Regions from separate parts of the Mus musculus genome. Here region 1 is linked to region 2. A link is a contact called in public Hi-C data. All regions are on one chromosome and are shown on one strand. Each heading gives the region's core, a stretch centred on a gene start, on an enhancer-like site or on the middle of the called end of the contact. The rest is flanking DNA. Distances are from core to core; before and after follow the strand shown. Region 1 has its middle 210 kb from the start of Gm40299. Region 2 holds the start of Kcnip4 (Kv channel interacting protein 4).

Region 1 (4,817 bases), core at 986-3,485, 290 kb after region 2:
TCTGTTACAAATGCAGCTAGAGACACAAGCTCTGGGGATACTGGTTAGTTCATATTGTTGTTCCACCTGTAGGGTTGCAGACCCCTTCAGCTCTTGGGTACTTTCTCTAGCTCCTATATTGGGGACCCTGTGTTCCATCCCATAGGTGACTATGAGCATCCACTTCTGTATTTGCCAGGCTAATTATGGGATGGATCCCTGGATATGGCAGTCTCTGGATGGTCCATCCTTTCATCTTAGCTCCAAACATTGTCTCTGTAACTCCTTACATGGATATTTTATTCCCTATTCTAGGGAGGAATGAAGTATCCACGTGTTGGTCTTCCTTTTTTATTTTCTTGTGTTTTGGTAGTTGTATCTTGGGTATTCTAGGTTTCTGGGCAAATATCCACTTATCAGTGAGTGCATATCAAGTGACTTCTTTTGTGATTGGGTTATCTCACTCAGGATGATATCCTGCAGACACATCCATTTGCCCAAGAATTTCATAAATTCATTGTTTTTAATATCTGGGTAGTACTCCATTGTGTAAGTGTACCACATTTTCTGCATCCATTCCTCTGTTGAGGGACATCTGAGTTCTTTCCAGCTTCTAGCTATTATAAATAAGGCTGCTATGAACATAGTGGAACATGTGTCTTTCTTACCAGTTGGAACATCTTCTGGATATATGCCCAGGAGAGGTATTGCTGGAACTACCGGTAATACTATGTCCAGGATGCAACAACTCTTAAGCTGCCTATTCTATTCAGATTCTCCTTTAACACAGGACTTTAACACAGAGGCAGAGAAACTAGATAATATGTCCAAGGTTAGCAATACATTCATGGCCAGCCTCTCCCTGTGTTAGCCTTGGATAAGGCATGAGAATATGCTGATGTGTATCTTCAATGTTGTCTAATGTGGTTCTGCTCTATATATGGAATATGGAACTCAGAAAGCATCTTGGAGAAAATCTAATTTCACATTACTCAATGTATTAAGGAACACGTGAACTCACAAAGACAGAATAACTTCTCAAAGTCAAATGGATACTGAAGGAGGACCTCAACATCAGCTCCCTGTCACCATGCACGCCATAGCCACTCTACATATCTAGGCCAATCACAGCTGACCCCAAGTTCTGGGAGGTTTGGCTATGAGCTGTAACCCAGCAGTGGTTCAAGCATGGATCCACATGTGCCTATTGAGAGATACATTACTATTTTCCACCTTGGACTTTGTTAAACTACCTCCCATCGCTTTGTTTGCTTTCTCCCTTGGAGAATGCAGATGCCAATATATGCATGTTGGCAAGAAGGGAAGAACTCAGCTCCAAAAGAGGCAATTCTTTTTATAAACACCTGTGGTTTAGATTGCAGCCACACTCACTGCACTGTTTCCACAAGAGTCTCTGTGCTCTGCCAAGGTGCCTTCCTGCAGATGGCGCAAGCAGTGACATAAATACAATTACTGTGCTGTAGTCAAGCTCAATGGTGGGTTACATATATGATATTGATTGTTTCTGTCATCTAGCAATGGCAGACGCATCCTAATTTTATGTATCCATCCTCTATCATGTTTGCATCATGGTGACACTGCTAAGTGACAGACTTCTCAGAGTACGTGACTAAGGGTGAGCAGTACCAGTGTAGCCGAAGGCACTGGAAGGATTTATCTCATTGAAATAAGTTGTGATTCCCAGACAGCTGCTGAATTATCACTTCTCTTTCTAATTGATAGATGCTTCTAAATGTGAACTACTATAAGCCAATGCCACTCTGGAAGCTCCTGAGATGCAACACTATTAGAATGAGTGGACTTCTGTTCATGCCTCTCCTGTACCCAATGTTTTCCCTTGCTTTTCCTTAAAAGAATCTTATTCAGACATAATATTACATTGGGAAGTCCTCAATTTCCAAAGAATATGGAAATAATGGGAATGGGGTACTTATGCTCCCACTCTACATATGCTAAAATAAAAGCCCAGAAGGACACACCAACATGCTTATGCTGTTTGTCATGGGTGGCTGGGCTCGGGGACCTTGTAAGTGACATGTGCTCTCCTGCCTATTGCTAAGGTTGGTTCCTATGGGACACATTATACTGGAGAAATAAGAGACTTTCTTTCTTTCTTAAGGAACGTGAAGCAGTAATAAAACTATAGAGAAATAGCCCCTGGCCAGGAGGGAGGCCTGCATGCAGAGCTGGTATCAGCAATCTGAGCCAGAAAAGATGCTACCATTTAAAGCTTTTTGCCTTTCAAACCATGAATAGGCTGCGAGCCCTTGCCTGGTGACAGCAGGAAGACAGCAGGACCTGAGCAGGGAGGGGAAGAACTCAGGTCCAAAAGAGGGAATTCTTTTTATAAACACCTTTGATTTAGATTTCAGGCACACTGCTCTGTTTCCGCAAGAGTCTCTGTACTCTGCCTAGGTGCCTTCCTGCAGGTGGCCCAAGCCAGCAGGCCCCTTGCAATCTACCCTCTCTGCTTCCTTTGTGCTAAACTTTGCTGGCCTCTAAGAATCCATGTGTCCAAATGAAACAGCAGTCTGAAAGAATGCAGGGACAGGGAGAGATAAAGTATGCTTTAATGTGCTTAAAGAAAAGGAAAAGTTCTGGGAAGAAGAAAAAAAGCAACTCTTTCTTTCTTGGCTGTAAATGGTTCCTCTCCCAACCCCATAGCTGCTCCCCCACCCCCTTTAAGAAAGTGAGAAAACAAGGCATTATTTTCCTGACCTACACCTTAGCTGAGTTCCAAGTCTTCTTGAGTTGCCAAGGTAGCTGGGAGTAGGGACACGTGGTTGTCAGCCAATTTCGTACACTCTGCAATATAATCTCAGATCCTGGGATGCTCCTGGGGCATCTGCACTAAAGCAAGTGTGGAGATGTGCTAATGGGTGCTGAGGATTTAAGTAGGAAATGCTAACCCAAGAGTAGAAACTGCAATAAAAAAAAAAAAAAAACAAAAAAAAAAAAAAAACAAGCCTAGCTGGGACGTACAGCTTTCCACAGACTGGTGTTGGCCTCCACAAGATGAGACAGCTAAGAAAATCCACAGTCCCAAGCTGTATGTGAGAACTGGGAAGTGGAGGGGATAACAGGATGGTCCCTTGAATGGGACTTCCCTTCATTTGCATCTGCATGAAGCTGCCTCTGCTCTGGTCCTGGTGCTGTGAATTTGCTAGGATGAATGATACTGGTCCTATAAATGATGCTATAGGACCTTGATAGACTTAAGCAAGAGAGCCCTACAAAAAGGAAAGGCAACAGAGTCCAGATAGTTGGGAATGTGTTTCCTTCAACTAGTTTTCTGTGTGGCTTTGGCACACTAGGCCAGGCACTTAGAATAAATTGGAAAACAAACACAATCATGTGCTGGACATGGTGGCTCCCATCTATAATCCCAGCACTTGGGAATCTGAGGCAGGAGGGTCACTATGATTTTCATGCTAATATAGGATATAGAATAAGGTACTGTCTCAACAACAACAACAAAAAAGCATCAACAAATAAAATCTAAAACAAAATGCAAATAGATATGTACCTCCCCCATACATACCTACAATTCACAAAGACAGACAATAATCTCATATAAATTTTATACAAATAAATAAAAAATTAAAACTACAGGTAATAACTGATATGAAGTATTGAGGTGTTAGCAGCTAATGCATTTGCAGCCGTCTTCTCACAGGCTTACTGAACAATACACACATTTACGCAGATAGAAACACAAAAACTAACCTAGAGTGATGGAGTTCACAGAAGTAGCTGTGAGTCATAGGATAGAAATATTTATCAACTACTGCTTTCATTGTATTGATATGGAAAGAGAACAGGATCCCCAAATAACTATCATGCATCAGGGAGGCGTTCAGCTCAATTCCAGGAGAGGAGGTAAAAGGCAGAAAAGGCTAAAGGTCGGAACTATTCAGGGGCCATGACCAAGCATCTATTCCCTCACTTCCATATGTTTTTTTTTTCTTAAATCCTTTATCATTAAATATGTCCTTGCCACACACCCCCCCCCACACACACATAATCCCACCTGACCTCTAAACTCACTGGGGCCTCCAGTCTCTTCAGGGTTAGGTGCATCATTTCTGATCTTAATGACCTATTTCATATACCTTTTGCCTACCCAAATCTCGAACTTTTATCTGCTCTGCATATCACTCAGATCTTTGAGGGCACTTGAGGTTGTGTTTCCTTCACTATAAAATTTCCACACAAATCTAAAGTGCATACTAATAGAATTATTCTACTGCCACTCTGAATCATCTTCGCTGGTTTCCCATTCTGAAATTTTTCTAGCCACTAGCAAAATATATCACCCTCTGTAGGGGGAGCTGCAGGCTGGGTATAAGAAGAGAAAACCTAATACATGGCTTACAAAGTTAACACAGCCAGAACCACACTGCGACCACAGATAAGAGCTTGGGGTGAAGAGTCATAACGACATGGATTATCTCAAATTCACTCACAGTGCCGCCTCAGCTCAGTTTTGAAGAACAGCCTTTTCCCAGACTCCCTCACAGGGGCTTCCTGCAGCAATACATGGAACTTCACTGTAGCTTCAACTTCTGCCTTACAGACTTGGCAGGAAAATAATGTAAACGCTAAAAATACTCTGTTCTCTGTTCTTTCCAAAGAATTTGGAGCGTTCTCTTTCCTTGTAATCAATTTTTAAAGAGGAGTATCTGCTCTTGAGACCCTCACAAACAATAGGGCTTAAACTCAGTGCTAATGAGCTGTGTGCTATGTGAGCTCACGCGTAGAGTCAGATGGAGAACCACTCATGGGATAAAGCACTGCACACCACAGTAGGGTGACTA
Region 2 (4,643 bases), core at 152-2,651:
TGTTCAAGAGCCCACGAAGCACTAAGACTTTATAAATTTTACACTCAAATGAGACAAGTACCCTCCTAGTTACAGTGAGTTTATCTCTCAGAGGAAAAGTACCGGTGAATGTCCATGTCTTATACCAATGTATTTCAGAGTACTGCTGGACTAAGTTGTTCAGGTGGCTGTTTCCAGAAGTAATAAAGGAATTACATTAAAAATCTACTTTCTTACAACTTTATCTCTCGTGAGGCCACATTTCTGACCCCGTAAAGCCAAAACACGAGTGACTCCGTAGCTTATATAATCTTCCTCGCTCACATTGATTCCACAACCACCTTGATTCTATTTAGGGTCCTCTTAAAAAGAAGAAGAAGAAAAAAAATCTGTACACATGAAAGCCATCTAAAAACAAACCGATGGAACCCAAGATGCTCTGTGGGGAGGACATCGGTTCTGCCTCGCATCCCGCTAAATTCAGAGAACAGTTTCTATCTCCGCTTATTTCCCTGTGAGACAGACTCCATGCAGAGTGTCCAGTACCTTTTCAAGGCTGTACTATATAAAAATTATTTCCAAGTGTCACTGAAGAACATTTTCTCCCAACACACTAAATTGAAGGTAGCTATAGAACAAGACAAGCGTGCCTGCAAAAGGCTCTGATGTGGGCAACATCCCGTCTGTGTATTAACCAGCCGATCAAAATAGAGTTCTAGTGAAGTGTTCGGGAGCATCAAGGAAGTGTGGAGGGGGTGGATCAACACCATTTTGACTCATTTATCCCCAGGTGTTAGGGGAAGGAAGTGTGCTTGTGAATGACATCTGGTAAAAGCAAATCACAACCTCAGAAATTTTCAGGGAAGGCAAAAAGTACGCGCTCGGCATCGCGACGGACCCTACCACTAGCGAGTTTCAAACACACTTCAAGCATTTTTTTTTCTTTCCCTCCTAGACCCTGCCATGCACCCCCCACTCCTTGGCTCTCCCATGCCCCCACACCCACCTCCCTTTCCCAATCCCTCCTGGGTCCTCACTCTCTCTCATGCAGCGGTGGCAACAAGCGCCCCCCCGCCCCCAGCGTGGAAGGGGCACGGGATCACAGCGAGGGGAGGACAGTGCCAGCGGGACGCCCGCTCCAAAGCCCATCGCGTCCTACCGCCTGTGGAGCTCGCCTCCTCCAGCTGAGCCGAGATGCTTTCCACCCTTCTCACGTTCATCTTTAAGGACACTGGATGCCGGAGCGACACTCTTAGAGTCCACTGACCCAGGGGCGTCTGGCGATGGGTCCGCTACGGGAGCGCACAGCCACTCTGTCCTGGGCGACCAAGACGCTGGGAGCTGGAGGCAGCGGCAGCGGCGGCGGCGGCGGCAGGCAGGGCGCGCGAAGCCTTGCAGGTGCAGGCGGAGGCCGGCGGGGGGCGCCGGGGGCGCTGTGCCACTCTGGGTGGCAGAGCTATGCCGGTGGTGGGGGCCAGGACACCCGCCGCTGAGAAGTCGGTGCGCTGTACCGCCAGACAGAGCGAGGCGCCCCCCCCCCGTCCCTGGCACGCTTGGCACCTCCTTTGCCACCTGCTGCCAAGTCACTAAAGGAGAAAGTGGAGGAGGCTGTAGCAGTGCCTCAGGTGACAGCAGACTCACAGAGAGAGAGAGAGAGAGAGAGAGAGAGAGAGAGAGAGAGAGAGAGAGAGAGAGAGCTGAAGCGGCTTAAGGCTAAAAAAGGCATCTTTTGAGATTTTCCAATGGATTATCTGAGGGTCCACTGCGACCCCTTTCTGCTTCACATAGAGCCTGGCTCAAGGCTGGCTCAAGAAGTCTTTGGCAAAGAAACTTACTGCAGGGTCCCTAGAGGGTCAGATTCTGCCCTGAGTTCGAAGGACACCAGAAGGCAAGGAGATGCCCTTCTGGGAACCAGGCAGAGTGCCAGCAACTCCTAGACAGGAAACTTCCCAAGTACAACTCAGTCATGAGACTGAGAGAGAGGTTGGAGAATGTGACTTCTAGACACTGCCTAGACAAGGCCAAGGTGACCACAGCACATTACACAGAGCAGCTGAGCTGACTAGGAGACATTTCCCACAAGCGCCTTCTTCAAACGGACATTTCACTGGAGGACACTCTGTTGGAAGGGATGGCTGAGATCCCAGGGGATTTCATCACCCATGGCTGCTTGTTTCTCTAAGCAAACCAAGGCCAGCAATGCCCGAGAAAGACAGAAAACAACCCAATAAACCACTTGTGGCCATGGTTACTGTTGGACGGAGAGAGCTGAGCATTAAAACACAGGCTTCTCTGCCGGAAGAAGTGAAGTGTATATTGCCTCCTTTAAAAAGAAAGGTCGAGTTGACCGGTTCTGTGGGCCCGCAAAGCTGCTTAACATTTGTTCGTTTGCACTCTCAGCTGCAAGGTCAATAGACCCTGACATGGTGGAAAGGCCTAATTGTTTGGAAAGTCATTCTTTCTCCCTACACCTGCCTGATTACACATCACCGTAAAACCTTGTCCCTTTCTCCAGCTAGGATTCAACTGTCACTTGTCCTTCCTTTCACCCCTAGTCCCTGAAGTGACTCATTGGAAAGCCCTGTGATGCCTTCCATGCTGGTTGCGGACAAAATCCCAACATCTGCATTGCCTCCATACTCATCTTTATCTAACCTACTTACACGAGCTGAAATCTACTCCGTGTGACTTAAGGAAAATAGTAGAAGTAAGGGCAAATTTACGGAGAGCAAGTGGGAGGGCAGCCCAGTTGGAGGAGGATGCTATTGGCTGGAGCGAGAGAAGTGGGCGGAGTAATAGGACAGGAGGGACACCGGACTAGATAGCGTGCAATTTAAACTTCTACTGAGTCAAGTACATAAATTTCTAAATGGTGTGTGCACCTTACCTCCTCCTAAGAAGTCTCCTCTCTGTCCTTCCTAGCAGGTTCTACTATTTCATTCTGGTCATGTGGCACCTTAGGACTTCAATAATCTCAAAGCAAGCTTCCCACTAGCAACCTTTATCACAAATGAGCACAACCCGGCCTCTGCAGAGGCTCACTACCTCTCCAGTTCTCAACTCCATTCTTTTCTCTGTACTGACTTCTAAAACTACCTTCATGTGTGGGTTTGGGCTCAGCAGGCTGAACGGAAATCTTAATGGTGAGCCCAAAGTGAGCATCCTAACCTTTCTCACTCAAAAAAATGGACCAAACGGTAGTGCCTGCCTCAGTGAACCTCTGTCAAAGAAGAAATGAGATACAATGCATATTGTGCTTTGGAGCGTTCTGGCACATACTAAGAGGTCGGTAAGAGATGCTATAAAGAGAGTACTCACCATCACCATTATCACTACCATCTCCACATGGTGTCCTGAGGAAACCAAAGAAGGTAAGGAGGCATCTCCTGGTTCTAGAATAGATTTACCCTCTTTATTTACAACAGGACAAATGCACAACTCAGTTGTCATCTGCAAAATGTGCAGAATGCTTTTTTGTGTGTTCCTATACTTCGAAAGACCTTTCAATGAGGATTAGTTCCTTTCAGTCCCATGTGTGCGTCTCTGGACTAGCTGTAAATACGCCAGCAAAGTCATCTAAAATGGACACTACCCGAGAGAAGTTGCAATATATTAAGCCTCCAAAATATTTGTGGGGTCTGGGTTACTGAAACATTCATGTCTGACTTCTGTATATGAACTGCTGGTCTCAGAAAAAAATTATACAGAAAGATTGTCTTCTGTTACCACTGGTTTTTAATTCATTTTTCATGTGTATGAAGAGTTTGCTTGCATGTGTGAGCAAGTGTCACAGTTATGTCTGGTGCCCATGGAGTCTAGAATAGGGTATCAGATCCCCTGGAGATTTAAATGGAATTACAAATGGTTGTAGTCTGCCATGTGAATGCTGCGTTGGAGATGGGGTCCTCTGCAAGAGTAGTCAGTACTCTGAACCACTGAGTTGTCTCTTCAGTCCTGTTTGCTGCCGTTTTTACTGTCATTTTTAATACTTAGTACTGAAAGTCTAGGGTAAACTGTCTTGCTTCCCTTTCTTGGATTTTCATGTGTCCCATATTTAAGAAATATTCATCCTCAGAAGCTGTAGCCATCATGGCTAGCCTTCCAAACTCAATATATGAAAAAGATTCCCATTTTATGGCTAACTCCAGACTACTCTTCTAGGGAACTTATAAAAACCAGATGCAAAAGCTGGTAAGTAAACCATGTCCCAGCCATTAACCTCAGATTTCTATGAACGTCACCTCTTTTAATCTTTACAAAACCCTATGAGGCCACATCTAGTTTTTCCAGAAAGTCACCAATCATTTCTCAGTTTCAATTCTTCTGCTGTTAAAAAGAACTTCTTTTTCACAAGGTCAGTGTGAGAATCAAGTAAAATAATGAAAATGACATCTATTTATAAACCAAGGAATATTGTCCAAGCATCTGGAATTATCGCATTGTGCTCTGAGCTATTATTGCCTATTACTTACTGGTTATTTCTGATAGCTTCCTACATTCAGCACAGTTCTCCTTTGTGCACCAGGGCTTATACAGTAACAGTAAAACTTAGAGTATTTAATATAGATTGAGTGCTTACTATGTATCCAGTACTTTATTAAAAATTCTTGATCACTATTTTACCTCACACTAAGAGGAAATGTTTTATACTTTGTGCTGATTTA

The links. Hi-C and Micro-C count contacts between places; a contact is called where the count stands out from the background.
Region 1: a Hi-C map of cerebellum shows a contact between it and region 2, with 2.8 times the contacts expected there. The contact joins the enhancer-like site here to the promoter of Kcnip4 in region 2. A contact is called at or near these places in 5 of 39 promoter capture datasets (the 3T3-L1 cell line, liver, second pharyngeal arch cranial neural crest and 2 more), 1 of 484 Hi-C or Micro-C datasets (cerebellum) and 1 of 115 datasets of contacts at active chromatin or transcription factors (neural progenitor cells).

The regions. Positions count from the first base shown.
Region 1 is chr5:49,814,631-49,819,447 of GRCm38.p6, forward strand. No RefSeq gene overlaps it. Among named protein-coding and RNA genes, the nearest start is that of Gm40299, 210 kb to the left of the region's middle. Within about 2 kb of position 2,236, at least 2 of the 459 cell types and tissues checked have an H3K27ac peak or open chromatin away from gene starts, as enhancers often do. A contact at or near this core is called in cerebellum, where this site is marked.
Region 2 is chr5:49,523,503-49,528,145 of GRCm38.p6, forward strand. It overlaps Kcnip4 (Kv channel interacting protein 4), which reads right to left and starts at 1,402. Exons shown (of 9, transcript NM_001199242.1): 1 at 1,139-1,402. The coding sequence starts at 1,199.